3 separate regions of the Mus musculus genome follow, and all the other regions are linked to region 1. The links are chromatin contacts, called in public HiChIP or PLAC-seq and promoter capture Hi-C maps. All regions are on one chromosome and are shown on one strand. The core of a region is the stretch at or near the end of the contact, and the rest is flanking DNA. Distances in the headings are between cores, read along the strand shown.

Region 1 (4,772 bases), core at 635-3,134:
AAGACAGAAACCGCAAAGACTAGTTTACATCAACGTTAGATGGGAGTCAGTGTGATCTTAAAACATTTATTCCTGGCAGAGCATAGTAATTATTTTAGATATAACATGTCAATTATTTTTGACATTTCTAGTTATTTCAGTTTACTAATTACTTTGACTGATACATCTAGGCCATAGAAATCCCAAACATATTGTCAAGGCAGATGTGACCATTAGAGGGAGGAGGGTAGGGGGCTGAGAACTGTCTAAGCAAAGTAAAATGCAGTCAGGACAGGATAGCCTCCCCCTAGTCATCTCAGAGTCCCGGCTGCTGAGACCCCTCTCCCTCGGACTCCTGTGTGCCTGCTGGATCCTGTTAGATACGGACTGAGTGAGGGGAAGAGCTCCTTTGTTGTGGACACTTACCGAATACATTTCGAATAAACAGAACTTTCATCTGCACTGGAAAATACAAATCCATTCCACCCTAGTTCCCAACCTATGGAAGGTCTTAAGGGAGAATCCAGAGAACAAAGGGAATTTCTTTTAAGTTCCCCCAAAGGTGGGCTCCCTTCTGGCAGGTAAGTCTCAGTCTCTCTCTCTCTCTCTCTCTCTCTCTCTCTCTCTCTCTCTCTCTCTCTCTCTCTCTCTCTCTCTCTCTCTCTCTCTCTCTCTCTCTCTCTCTCTCTCACACACACACACACACACAAACCACAAGGTAATGAGTAAATAATATATCCACCTGCCTCTGCCTCTGCCCCTCTGCCTCTGCCTCTGCCCCTCTGCCTCTGCCTCTGCCTCTGCCCCTCTGCCTCTGCCCCTCTGCCTCTGCCCCTCTGCCTCTGCCTCTGCGCCTCTGCCTCTGCCCCTCTGCCTAAGTGCTGGGATTACAGGCATGTGCCACCACTGCCCAGCCAATACTAGCATTTCTAAATCCTGGGTTTGATCACTAGCACAGCTGCACTGAGAAACTCAGCACAGAAAAGTTGGTTTGACTGATAACACCTGTGGGCTATTAGGATGTGGGGAAACTTCAGCTAAGATCACATACCGACCTCTGTTGGAATCCCAAAAGTCCCTTTTCTACCCTATAAAACCTCCAAGGCCCATGACCATCCTTGGATTTTTTTCTAATTAAAGGACAGTATGCTTATAAAGACATTTGTCTCTTTTATTCCCACTTTGCCTCAATCGGTTCTGATTTAAGAACCTTCCCTAGAATATATGGTGACCAGACACTATGGTCTTTGCGCTGCTGCGAATGAACCTGGTGCCTATTGTATAGTAAATATTTGTTAATTGAATATATCTATTCTCTATATTTAGAAAGGAGTTCTGCACAGATCCAAATTTAATTCCAAAGACACCCCCCGGATTAATAAAATGCTGCTATTTTATTATAGGATTATATAAACGCCTAGCACTGAAAAACATGTAAAGTGTGAAAGAATGTAAAGACCCTTTTAAGGTTAAAGTGGAAGCCTGAGGGGGGAAAGAGGTGGCTGGCTGTGCACCGTTTGCAATTCTTCACACTCCTAAGATGGTCCAAAAGAAGGGGGCCGCTGGGGACTGGAGATGTAACTCAGTGGTAGAGCACATGCCTAGCATGTGCAAGTCTTCCGGTTCCATCCTAAGCGTTGAAAAAGAAACAAAAGCAAGGAAACAGAAAAGTTACCCAACAAAGGAAACAACAACTAATAACACTGCTTGCCAATTAGCACCTAAAGGCCTCTGAAAACCTGCATTCGGGAAGGGGGCCCTGGAAACACAGCAGCGAGGACAGTAGGTATTCAGGCCAGGCCTCCGGGCCGGGCCCTCTACCCCACGCCTCTATGGTAGGACCCGAGGAACCGGAAGTGGGCCTCGCCGGGGGCGGGGCGGGCCGCGGAGGGGGCGGGGCCTCCACCACCACCTCTGCTGCGGACGGAGGCGAGATGGCGGCCACCGAGGGGGTCGGGGAATCTGCGGCAGGCGGCGAGCCGGGACAGCCGGAGCAGCCGCCGCCCCCGCCTCCGCCGCCGCCAGCACAGCAGCCGCAGGAAGAAGAGATGGCGGCTGAGGCCGGGGAAGCGGCGGCGTCCCCTATGGACGACGGGTTTCTGAGCCTGGACTCGCCCACCTATGTCTTGTACAGGTAACGCCCTCCTGCGGGCCGCGGCGCCAGAGGCCCGGGGCTGAGTGCGAGCGACGACGACGCAGCTCGGCGGACGGGGGCGCCCTCCGAGTCCGCGCCGCGCAGCCCCGGGTGGCCGCAGGCTGCGGCGGCGCTCTTCTGAAGCTAGGGTGCGGTGACACTTCCGTGGTCCCGCAGTGCTGCCCTGCTGAGAGCCGTGCATCATCCGAAAGGCGCCCTTTTGACAGCTCGCTATGGGATAATGTCACTTAAGCGGCCAGATCTGCTCTTTACAAACACTGTCGGGCCTTTGCGTGCCTTCTGCTGCCTGGAGAGAACTTTCCTGCCTTTCCTTCATCTTGGCCACTGTGCACATCCCTTCTGTCTTCCTTTCCATGTCCCCTAGTTCCTTGTCAAAAAGTACTTACTGTTTTTTGTAGTTCTACCTAAACCCTTTAGGTGACTCATTTGCCAGGCTTTCAGGAATGAGTGAAAGGCATTATAGAGGTTTCTGCAGTTGGATGACTTGAGATTGGTTGTGGGGTCCCATAGCTTCAGAACTTTCCTCTGATTTATGAATTATGTTCTTCGGATGGCTGATTTCCGAAGAACTAAATGACCGTGTTTGCCGTGCCTCTCTCCAAACTATAGGATATATATATATACATATATACATACATATGTATATATATATATATATATAAAATTAGCAGGTCATTCTTTTCCCCATATTCTTACATAAGGGATGCAATTTCAAGGTTAACTGCGTACCACAAATGTCTGCTGTCAGTAACTGATTAGTATAGAGAAGAAGAAAAGAATGTAAGTCAAGGCTGGCCACACTGAGCAGTTCATGGAAGTCTCCAGAAGTGCCAGTTGTTGCAGTCATACTGTTGTTTTGAGACTGTTCCCTGGATTGTTAGCATGCATACAGTATGCTATGCAGGTTTTAAGTACTCAAAATTATTCCTTCTCAAAGTTGCCTTCCAAAGTTGACTGGTAACATTATCTTCATCTTATAAATGAAGAAACCAACATCCAGGCAGATTAATGACTTCACACAGGAAGTTGTAAAGCTAATATTCTGGCTTAGGCAACTGTCAGATTCCAGAGCCTTCTCTCCCTCATGCTAGGCAGGCATCTCCACATGCCAGGCCCTCCCTCTGCCTAACAAGTCCCTCTGTAGTGACAATAACTCATAATGCTTCCTTGGACTTTGGGGGGAGTGTTGAAGTATCACATGTAGGACTTTGCGCCTGTGTTCTACCTCCTGAGATACATCCCCAGTCCTAATTTGAGTTTAAAAGGTTAGTTCCTACTAAAATGCATGTTTAAAAAAAAAATACTAACTCCAGAATCTTACTAAGTAAATGGGGGAGGCTAATTTTTAAGTTAAACCTTGGATACTTTCTAGAAGACCACATTTTGCCACACCATAAATTTGAAATTGTTGATTTATTAACTTTTATTTTTTAAAAATAGGCGTTTTCAGCCAGTTGGTGGTGGTGCATACCTTTAGTCCCAGCACTCGGGAGGCAGGGGCAGGTGGATCTTTTGTGAGTTCAAAACCAGCCTGGTCCACAGAGCAAGTTCCAAGGCTACACAGAGAAAACCTTGTTTTCGAAAAACCAAAAAAAAAAAAAAAAAAAAAAAAAAAAAGAAAGAAAGAAAAGTATTTTACTGTATGTGTGTGTGTGCCTTGTGTATGTCCAACCATTAAGATCTCCATTTGATTGAATGATTATTACCAATTAAAAACAAACAGAAACAAAAAACAAAAAAGCACCAGAATTGTTTTTCGTCTAACATGTTTGCATATAATCATGGGGAACATGTCTGTTTTCAGGGACAGAGCAGAATGGGCTGATATAGACCCAGTGCCCCAGAATGACGGCCCTAACCCAGTGGTCCAGATCATCTACAGTGAAAAGTGTAAGTTTACATTTATTAGGAAAATAGCTAACAAAGTTGAAATTTACAACCATATAATAAGAAAAGTGAGAGATTTTTGTTTACTAAGAACCTGAATTACTTTGCTGAGTTAATATCTTCTTTGTCATTTATTTGTCTTTGTATTTTATTTAGGAGATGGAGATAGTCAAAGCAATGAATGTTACATTATAATACATACTAGCTATTGTATCATTGTGCTTTTAATTTGCATTTAAAGTATAACAGATGGATTACTGTTTTGTCTAAAATAAGCTTTAGTTGTTCAAGTACCATCATTTTAAAATGTATTTTAGCTGTGTAGTGCACGCCTCGGTTAAAATGTATGCAGTGATGTTTTCTTTAACAAAGTAGCCTTTTCTTACCATGAATGTGAACTCTTCTGTAACTAGGAGGTCATACAGATGTTGATTGTTCTTCTCAGCAAGGGTAAATAGATGTAGTGTTATTTTTGGAATTTTATGTGTTTGTATGTTTGCATGTGTAAATTTTTTACTCCCAGTTAATGCTTTGTTTTCTAAGATCATTTCTTTTTGCCAAAATAATTTATTGATGCATTTACTGATTATGAAGTCATGGTAACAAGTGTTTTTAAAGGAAGAACAATTAGAACAATGGTATGCGGGTTGCTGTATATCAAATATGAAAATGTAGTACTGAACAGTTCATTAACTGTCCTAGTACAGAAAGAAGACGGGTCATAAGCCTCTTAGATACTGAAAGTAGGCCG
Region 2 (4,772 bases), core at 1,395-3,894, 1.0 Mb before region 1:
CTTGGATTAAAGGTGTGCGCCACCACCGCCCAGCCCAACAGTTCTTTATAAGAGGAATCTTACATAGTTCTCTCCAAAAGTGCGCTGGCCGTGGCCATAGGCCTCGATCACCATGTCTGCAGGTTTTGTTTTGCTGACCGCAACGAGCCGGGGTTGGATGGCTGGGAGGTCCTGCCAAGAGAGAAGGAGCCACATGAGTGAATGTGTGGAATCTTGTCCCAGTTAGATACACATTGTAGAGCCAGGTCGTGGTAGCAAACACCTTTAATCCCAGCACTCAGGAGGCAGAGACAGGCAAATCTCTGAGTTCCAAGGCCAGCAAGGCCTACAAAGTGAGTTCCAGAACATCCCAGTGGTATACAGAGAAACCCTGCATTACAAAACAAACAAACAAACAAACAAACAAAACAAACAAACAAACACCACCACTACCAACATAACACACATTGTAAAATAGACCGGCCTAGATCTCAGCTTGGCACTAATAAGATCCACTCTCCTTTTTTCTTTTTGGTACTGAATATAGAGCCCTGGAGTTTGGGCACATGAGACAGGTGCTACACCACGGAGCTCCAACCCTGCCTGCGGATTTCCTTTGCATGTCAATCAGTGCTGGAGGTTTAAGGGTTTGCAGTGAGTAAGATGGCTTGGTGGGAAAATGGTAGCTAAGTAGGCATGAGGGCCTTAGTTTAGACTCCAATATTCATATAAAAAGCAAGTTTTGTACCCCTTGTCTGTCATCCCAGTGGCAGGGTGGGGATGGGGGCAAGACAGGTGGATCCTTGGGGCTGGCTGTCTGGCTAGCTCCAGATGCAGGGTGTCAAAGCATAAAGTGGAGGGCGATAGAGAAAGATGCCTGACATCAACCTCTGGCTTCCACGTGTGCACTCATGGCATGTGCACTTGCACATATGAGTATACCGTGTACACAAACACATGTACTTGTACATGCATGCATATAACACACAGGCACTTGTACATACATGCACATAACACATATATATATACACACACTTATATATACATGCACATAACACACATGCACTTGTACATACATGCATATAACACATATTCACACATACTTGTACATACATAAATGTAACACACACACAAATTTTTTATCAAGGATACAGTAACAGTGGCATAAGGTCTGCTTAGCATTTGTGAGGTTCTGAGTTGTATCCTTAGCACCAAAAAAACCCATACAAACAAAGTAAAACAAAACCCAGCAGCATCCTTCATGAAGGGAAGGCAACATCCTGTTTAGCAGGGAGGTCACTTCTGGCTTCTGATACACGAAGGTAAATAGTTTAGAAACTCATTTTGGTCCTGATGTAATTATTAATAACGCTTCCACTCACCCTGGAAGAGGCTCAATTGAGATAAAGACATACACTGCCTTGTTCAGTCTATGAATCAACCAACAGTCAGCAGAGTTGACAACGAGACACCCACAACTCAGTGTTCAGGATTAGATTCACGCAAAGTCTCCTCACATCCATTACATAAAATGAAGGGTTTCCCTGCTTTCCTTACGTCTACCCCACCGTTTCTGAGACTGTCACAGAACCACAGTGCTCTCAAGGACTTGGAGACGTCACATCAATTACCACACGGTCTCCTGCTGCCTCCTTCTGAGGGACTGACTGTGTCTAATTCCTAGTGTGATGATGAACTAACTGGAGGCTTCCAGAGACAAATCGGTCAAGCAGGCCTAACTCCCGAGGCGGGCTGCATTAGGGAAATCCCGAGAACTCCGGTACCAGGAAGGTGGTAGGAACTCCCAAGGCTCTCTTAATTTCCTTCCCCTGTGAGGAACCCTAGCTAGGGCTAGAGTAGTTAACTGGACATGCCCAGACATCAGGTAAGAGAAGACTATGTTAATTCAGCCTTCGGTTTTCAGGCATCATTTTGAAATCTCAGACCATGAACACTAGATCAGAAAGGAAAGGTGTTTGATTTTTTTTTTTTTTCTGTCTCACTTCACATAACGTAGCTTAATTTGCATGGAGAAAAGCAGATACTGGCACCGGTCTAGAAGTCCAATGGGGGACATAACAACCATACGAAAATAACAAACGCTTGTGACAGGGCACCTGACAGCTCCCGCCCGCTCTGTGTGTGTCAAGTTCACGCGCAGCTAGACCACGGCTCGCGGCCGCCGCAACGCACGTGATCGCGGGTGGACACGGCCCTCCCAGGGCTCTAGTACCGTGGTGACGAATGGCGTGGTGGTACCGAGGGCAATGACGAATGGCGAGACGCCTGGATACGAGTCACTTGCCCTAAATGAACACCTTTCTCCAACCAAGCCAACCTCCCGGCAAGTCCCGATCCTCAAGGCCAGACCGACCGCCATGGAAACCCAGCGATCCCCTCTGCAGCCCCCGCCCCTCCGGGAGCCCCTTCTGCGTCACCGTGACACCTCGTCCCACGTAGGTGTCCCCCTTCCAGCCCTCCCCAGTGCCCTTCCGCCGGTCCTCACCCGCGGCCGCCGCGCCACACTCTGCTGGACTCGCTCGTTCACGGCCCGCAGCGCGAACCCGACTCCCAGCTCCGCCGTCATGCTGCCACCTCTCAACATTCCCAAGAGGATGCCCGGAGGACCCGCGACTCACCGAGCCCACCTTCCGGTCCCGCCCCCTTCCTGAGAGGTCCAATCGCCGCTCACCATCCAGCCACTTCCCCAGCGGAGGTTGGCCACCCAGGCGGGCGCCATCTTGGGGAAGGCGGAGGTTACCCGGACTGAAAGCCTCCTAGGGAGTTCAAGGGCTGGGCGGGCCGGTATAAACCAAGACATTAAAGTAACTTTCATTCATCCGTTCCGTTCCTTTCCTTTTTCCTTTCTTCTTTTCCTTTCCCTTCCCTCCCCTCTCCTTCCCATTTTTAAATTTCTTTCGAGACAGGGCTTCTCTGTGTCCTGGCTGTCCTGGAACTCATTCTCTAGATCAGGGTGGCCTTGAAATCCCAAGTGCTGGGTCTAAAGGCGTGTGCCACCACTGCCCAGCTATTATTTCTTTTTTAAAATATTTATTTTATGTGCGTTGATTTGTTTTGTCCTCATGTATGTATGTGCATGCACCGTCGTATCTGTGGTGCCATGGCCAGGAGAGTTTTGGATCTCGACCTGATGGTTGTGAGCCATCATGTGTGCTGGGGACAGAATTCTGGTCCTTTGCAAGAGCAACAGGTGCACTTGACTACTGATCCATCTCTCCAGCCCCCTTTTAATTTAAATATTTTTATTTATATTTTTGTTGTGTGGGTGTTTCCCCTGAACGTTAAGTCTGTGAACTGCCACAGAGGTCAGAGGAGGGCATAGAACTCTCTGGAACTGATGAGTGGATAGATGGGTGCTGGGTTCTGAACCTCTATAAGAGCAGTAAGTGCTCTCTCTCCATTCCCAGACTTTAGGAGTAATGATATTGAAGGTAAATGCCTCTTCATATACTGCTGTCACCACAGTGAAAAAAACCCCAAAACCTGAAAGGGCCCAGAAGGCTGTTACAGAGTGAGCCTAATGAGAAGCTGGCTGTGGAGCTGCAGTTGGGAAGTACTAGTCAGGAATAAGTGGGTCAAGTTTAAAGGGTTCGTGAAGGCTGGGATGGACGTGAAGTCAAAGAGATGCTCTGCTTCAAAAAATTGAAGGTGATAAGACAGGTCAGGGGTCAGAGGCGCTTGCTGTCCAAAGTCATATGGTGGAAGGAGAAAGCAGACTCCTGCAGATCTCCACATGAATGCCAGGGTGTCTGAGCATGTGCGCATGCACAAGGATGTATACATACATATGTACACAGATGTAAAAATGAGACCTATAAATACTACAGATTTAGGGTGGGGCCTCTATCTATCTATCTATCTATCTATCTATCTATCTATCTATCTATCTACCTACCTACCTACCTACCTACCTACCTACCTATCTGCACATATACATAAACACACACAGAACCTACTACTACTGTTTTGCTAAATGGACATGGCAGCAAACTGTCTTCAGAATATTTATATCCACAGGTTAGTGCTGACCTCAGCCTTGGATAAAGAAGCTGTTTGTGTTACAATGGATAATGATTAACAGAGTCACAACTGGTCAAAGTGCTCAAAATAAATGACTATTGAACCCTATCAGAGCATCTGTGCTACCTCCTTCAAGGTTCAAAGAACCTCTTGGAAGAGGGGGGGGATATGGAAAAAAACAAAACAAAACTAAGAGCCAGAGGGTAGTAGGGAGGTGTAGTGTGAACTGCTATATCTCCTGTGCCCATTACCAACGGCGACAGCTGTGGTCACCTGTGCAGGACTGGGGCTGTGAATGAGGCGGGAGCTCCTGAGGATCGTGGGACAGCTGTGCTTACTGAGGAAGGGGAGCCATATTTCTCAGTGGTGTTGCTACTAGAAAGTTGCCCTTGCCTAAATAACTCACAGCTCAGGCTTATGCAAGCAACCCTACTTAAAAGAAAAATAAAACGTAGGGGAACAGGATGATGTGCCAGAGGGGTGATATCTAGGGAAGGCTGCCCCCTTTTCATAGGAAGGGGGAAGGAAGAATGGAGGGAGGAGCTGTGTGTGTGTGTGTGTGGGGGGCCTGGGAAGAGAGAAGGGGCTGATATTGGAATATAAAGTGAATAGATAAATAGTAAAGAAAAATAACATAATTCATTAAGTAAACTCAGTTTTAGTGAATTTTTTTTTTTAAGTAAGAAGGGGGCTTGATGGGAAGAAAAGTTTGATGGGAGGGTAAGGGATTAAGATGCTAATGTGTGTGTGGG
Region 3 (4,772 bases), core at 1,071-3,570, 1.0 Mb before region 1:
TGACAAAATTCAAAGCTTTTGGGGGACACGAAAGCAGAATGGTGGAGATAAATTACCAAAGACAGGAAACTCAATAAAAGTTTCCATTTCTTTTTTTAATGTATGTTCTTAAACTCCAGGTCTTGAGTATGTTAGTCAGAAGCTTTTCCACAGAGCTACAACTCTCATTTAATGATCATTTAGAGCTTGCTACTGGCAGTCCACAAATAAGTATTACAGGGCTCATATATGAGGAGGGGTCAAGATGAACATATTGGCACACCCCTTTAATCCTAACACCTCGGAAGCAGAGGCAGGAAGATCTGAGTTCAAGTCAGTCTGGTCTACGTAGAGCATTCCAGGCAAGCCAGAGCTACATAGCGAGACCCTGTCTCAGAGGGGGTGGTGGTGGTGTCATATAGGCTTACAGCAAGGGCTGGGGGTATATTTAGTGGTAGGGCAATTACCCAGCATGCATTAGCCTGTGACTCTGATCCTCAGCACCACAAACCAAACAATTAGTCACGCAAATTCCCCTTCTAAAACCTACAATGAAAACCTTGGTCACAAAAGCCACTGGAAAGAAAGTAATTCGAGATCATTTAGGAGTCATTCCCCGAAAGCTGCCCTGATACAAATCATCCTTAGAGCCTTTACATTTTTTTTGAAACATTCACTTTAAAACAGTCTCTCAAGTTAGCAGAGTACACTTCTCAAGTTGCCATCAAGCACTGGGACTGTGCCAACTTTTGGAGAAGCAGCCTTGCAGGGTGGAGACAAGATTCTTCAGGTGATGAAAGAGAAAACTATGTCAAGAGATGATCTTGGAAGAGCAATGGTTCCTTCAGATTTTGCTTTTAAACCCACAAATTCATATCAGCAGCACCTTAAAATACTAAAGGCAGTTTTAAGTTTATAGACTTAAATAAAGACACGCGTGCACCTTATAAGCGGTGAGGGAGCCATCTGTCTCTGCCTTACCTGTAATATACTCCAATATGTCCCTCTTCTATCTTGTGCACAGCTGAGAAGAGAGATGCACAAAAGAAACTGGAAGCCACGGCCACAACAGCTCCCAACTGAGCCATCAGTGAACCTGTATCCTAGAGAGAAGATATGGGACAATGTGTAGCCTGACGTACAGGAGAGCCACCAAGCTGAAGCTCACGTAAAGTGATTCTGGGGCAGCCTGCTGTAACACACACACACTACTTGCCAGATCTACAACTCACTGTGTCCTTGTTCTCAGTCAACATTCCGTTCCTTAACTGTGGAAGTATAATTCCCATTGAAGCAAGGGGGCATTAGCTCCAGAAACAGCTATACCTAAGAGAGATTTGGTGCCATTTGGGCAAGGTTCAAAACACAGCCTTCTCTCCCCTTCACGTTAACATGTTGTCAACAGAGCCATTTATACTTGTAAGGAAGAGAGGCAGCTGCAGGGTGCTGGCCCAAATTACAGAGGATGTCAAATGACAGGCAGCTGTGGCTATGTATTTCTGGTCAGAGCCTCCTACTTCTAATTGCCTGCCATTTCGAAGGAAACCACCAGTCATTCCCTTAGGACCCTGAGGGGGGGAAGAGAGAGAGGGAGGGAGGGAGAGAGAGAAGAGCAAGCAACTGAGTTCCGACGTAGGATTCTCTCTCTGATCTGTCCTCCACCTTCTCTGTTGTTCCTTTGGACTTAAACGGGACAGATCTCTATGTAAAACTGTAACACATTCTCCCATATCCTTTGCCCCCGCAAGCCCCATGGTTATAGGAAACTGGAAATGTCTCAGGCTGGAGACTCTGGACTACTCCGAAGTGAGGGTGGGGTGGGGTGGGGTGGGATGTCCCCAAATGTCCAGGGTCCCAGATGCCACAGAGTTACATGTAGACACTCATTTCCTGAACCCTGAAGGATCTGGAAAACACTACAGTGACGGACGTGCACACCGGGCACAGGGCACGGAGTCCACCTCTCAGGTCTGACTAATTTACTTATTTTTTACCGTAGCGGCCTTCAGCTACCGAGCAGCAGGAGTGTCCTCTCTGCAAATGTCCTCACTACCACCCCAAAGCCACCTCTTGCCCTTTCCCCGCCCTCCTCCGCGAGGCAGACACGGCCGAGAGCTTCCGCTCGGACCCGTGGGCAGGGGACTGGACTCCCGGGTGGGCGAGCTGAGGGGGCTCAGGACGTCAGCTCCAGCCGCGCCCACCCCCCGAGCCTCAGCGATGCCGAGCGTGCACGGAGGGGCGGCGGCCGCGTACCAGGCTGTCCCTCCAGGCGCTCCGTACACAGCCGAACCCCCGTGCAACCGTAGAAACCGCCACACCCCTCAGCACCCTACTTCCTTCCGGGCCAGTCGCTTCGATGACGCCATCAGTCCGCGCGCGCGCAAAAAATAAAAAAAATAAATAAATAAAAAGAAGACCCCGCCCACACCACACCCCTGTGCTCGTCCGGCCGCTCCGCCCCCTCGCGCTGCGAGCCGCAGTGTTCGGCGGTGGCGCCAGGGGACGCTCGCGAGCTGGCACACTGGCTGCGCACCTAGGCTTGCGGGTTTTAGGATGCCCAGGGCTGGCAGAGCGGGCTCCGGACACCAAGGCTCTGGTATCACCTTCCGAGGCGCTGGCTTCGGAGGTTGCTAGAGATTCTCCTTCGCTTCAAGTCCGAGCTGGATTTCTTTTCTTCTTCCGGAGCCGGGATCAATGCGATGCAGCGTTCTTGTCCTTCTGCTCGCTTCTTTTCCTGCTGCATTAGCCGAAGGAAACTTTCAAAGGTGCAGATTATGACGTCGCCAGTCAACAGTCCTACTCTGAGTTGCCCTTTATACTTTTCTGAGAGCTTTGTTTGGCCTTGAGGTCCCCACAGCAACATAAAGTAATTAACAAGGAATTATTGTTCCGATTTTTAATGAACGGATTCTGAAATCTGTGAGTGCTGAGGTCAACAGCAGTTGTTGAAAACTTAGCATTTCCTTAATAGTTCGGGCTTCCTGTCTTGCTTAACACATGCCATGGTGAGCTTTTGTCTGTCATCTGCACCCCCCCCCCCCCGGGGGGGTATAGCAGACCAGGAAGAAAACGTTTTTCCTAGCCTAAAGCCCTCACATGACCTCACCCTGCCATAGCGTTACCTTTGGACATTCATACTGGGCCTTTTCTCCGTTTTGTCCTGGGGCTGGAACTAAGGGCTTTATGGCTGTCCTCTATCCCCAATCTGCTTCTTTAGCAGGAAATTTCTAAACCGGCCACTGCAGTCATTTTGTTTGCAGGCCAGGAAGTGCCCACTTTAACTCCTGCTTTTAGTACATGAAAAGGCTTTTCCGTACAGTAGATGGCCAGTGGTCAATGTCCGACGATTTTAGGACTCAGGAAAAGAAGAGTAAAGGAACCCCTTTGTCTTCTCCCAAAAGCCAAGGCACTGAAACTGAATTCAAAGTTCCGGGAAGCCAGATGTTTGGTGACAGCAGAAGAAAAGCAGCTGCCCCCAATCCCAGACACCCAGTGGCTGCAGAAGAAGACAACAGACCAAGTAGTTTCAAAACAGCTTGTCTAAGGGACCCAGCAAACTCCCCATTCTGCCCCTAAAGATCCCCCTCCCACTTCCCGATTCTTAGCTACAAAACCTGAGGCTTGAAGCATGTGACCTGCCTTCTCCTGGACTCTGGTTCCTGAGTGACTGGGTCCTGTGCCCTGGTCAGAGTGTGGTCCAAACTAGACAATCTACCTCTCCGACAATAAATAAAGCCTCCCACAGCTGTTTGAGGTCATCTGGAGTCTCAGTGTTTGTTTCTCCTTACAAACAACTCTTACATATTCTTACATGTTGGTACCAGAGCCCTTTCTTCACCTCTCTCCTATCCCCAAACTCCAGTCTCTCACCTTTCTTTCCCTCCCAAGCACCACTCTGTCCTTAGTGATCACTAAGGTGAAACAGCAAGCAGGTCAGGTCCCTTACTGGAGACGTCACCCAGTCTAGGAGCCACAGTTCCTAACAGCCTCATTGATATGTGAGGGGAACGGAGGTTTTAGTCTGGAGTCCTCATTTGCCGAACTGGTAAGCTTTCTTGCTCTTACTCTCTAATGAGACCTCCAGTACATGAGAGGCTAGTCTTTGCTATTTATTTCTGGAGCTACACCCAACTTCAGCCATTTCTCTGCTCGACAGGCATGTGATGTGGGTAAAGGGTCTGTTTGTTTGTAGCAGTGTCCTGGGAATTTGACTCAGCTTCAGGAGTCTTTTATTCTTCTCTCTGGAAACGCTTGGGAATTTAATTCCAGTGAAACTTGGGTCTCTGGAGGCCATTCCAGAGCAGGAAACTGGCCTTGGCCCATTTTTAGACCAACGAACATGGGCAATAGTGCCTCTGTTCCCAAAGGCAGTCTTGGCTTGCTTAAAAAAATTTTTTTTCCACACAATTGGACCTCAAGTTAGATGTTGATCTGGCCCTAATATCCCCTTGACAACCAAAAAAAACTGCTGGCCTGAACTTGCCATGTTCCAATCAAACATCTTGAAAGATCTTGACAAAATACTTGCGATGGGGTGACAAATGGCCAGAGGTTCCCCATTCCCTCTCTTTCCACCATAGGTTCAGGGGGTCAAACTCAGGTTGTCAGGTTTATATAGCAAGTCCCCCACCAAGCCCTTGCCCCCTGGTCTGAAAAAAAATATTTTTAAAAAATTTCTTTCTTTTCTTTTCTCCTCTTCTTCTTCTTCTTCTTCTTCTTCTTCCTCTTCCTCTTCCTCCTCCTCCTCCTTCTTTTCCTTCTTCTTTTAAGATTTATTTATTTATTTTATGTAC

Evidence for each region. Promoter capture Hi-C pulls out the DNA fragments that hold promoters and counts their contacts. HiChIP or PLAC-seq counts read pairs in DNA pulled down with a chosen protein or histone mark.
Region 2: an HNF4G HiChIP or PLAC-seq map of pancreatic cancer cells shows a contact between it and region 1. The contact joins the promoter of Plpbp here to the promoter of Fnta in region 1. A contact is called at or near these places in 6 of 39 promoter capture datasets (the 3T3-L1 cell line, embryonic stem cells, hippocampal neurons and 3 more), 3 of 484 Hi-C or Micro-C datasets (B cells, cortical neurons and myeloid progenitors), 4 of 115 datasets of contacts at active chromatin or transcription factors (astrocytes, embryonic stem cells, pancreatic cancer cells and 1 more) and 1 of 9 other capture datasets (liver).
Region 3: a contact with region 1 is called in a promoter capture Hi-C map of hematopoietic stem and progenitor cells. The contact joins the promoter of Erlin2 here to the promoter of Fnta in region 1. A contact is called at or near these places in 11 of 39 promoter capture datasets (the 3T3-L1 cell line, 3T3-L1-derived adipocytes, the C10 cell line and 8 more), 1 of 484 Hi-C or Micro-C datasets (myeloid progenitors), 6 of 115 datasets of contacts at active chromatin or transcription factors (cardiomyocytes, large pre-B cells, oligodendrocyte precursor cells and 3 more) and 2 of 9 other capture datasets (embryonic stem cells and liver).

Annotation. Positions count from the first base shown.
Region 1 is chr8:26,012,722-26,017,493 of GRCm38.p6, reverse strand. Fnta (farnesyltransferase, CAAX box, alpha) reads left to right here and starts at 1,884. Exons shown (of 9, transcript NM_008033.4): 1 at 1,884-2,113; 2 at 3,939-4,024. The coding sequence starts at 1,914.
Region 2 is chr8:27,040,427-27,045,198 of GRCm38.p6, reverse strand. It overlaps Plpbp (pyridoxal phosphate binding protein), which reads right to left and starts at 2,644. Exons shown (of 8, transcript NM_054057.4): 1 at 2,486-2,644; 2 at 64-171. The coding sequence starts at 2,584.
Region 3 is chr8:27,021,367-27,026,138 of GRCm38.p6, reverse strand. Erlin2 (ER lipid raft associated 2) reads right to left here and starts at 2,320. Exons shown (of 12, transcript NM_153592.3): 1 at 2,233-2,320; 2 at 961-1,082. The coding sequence starts at 1,067.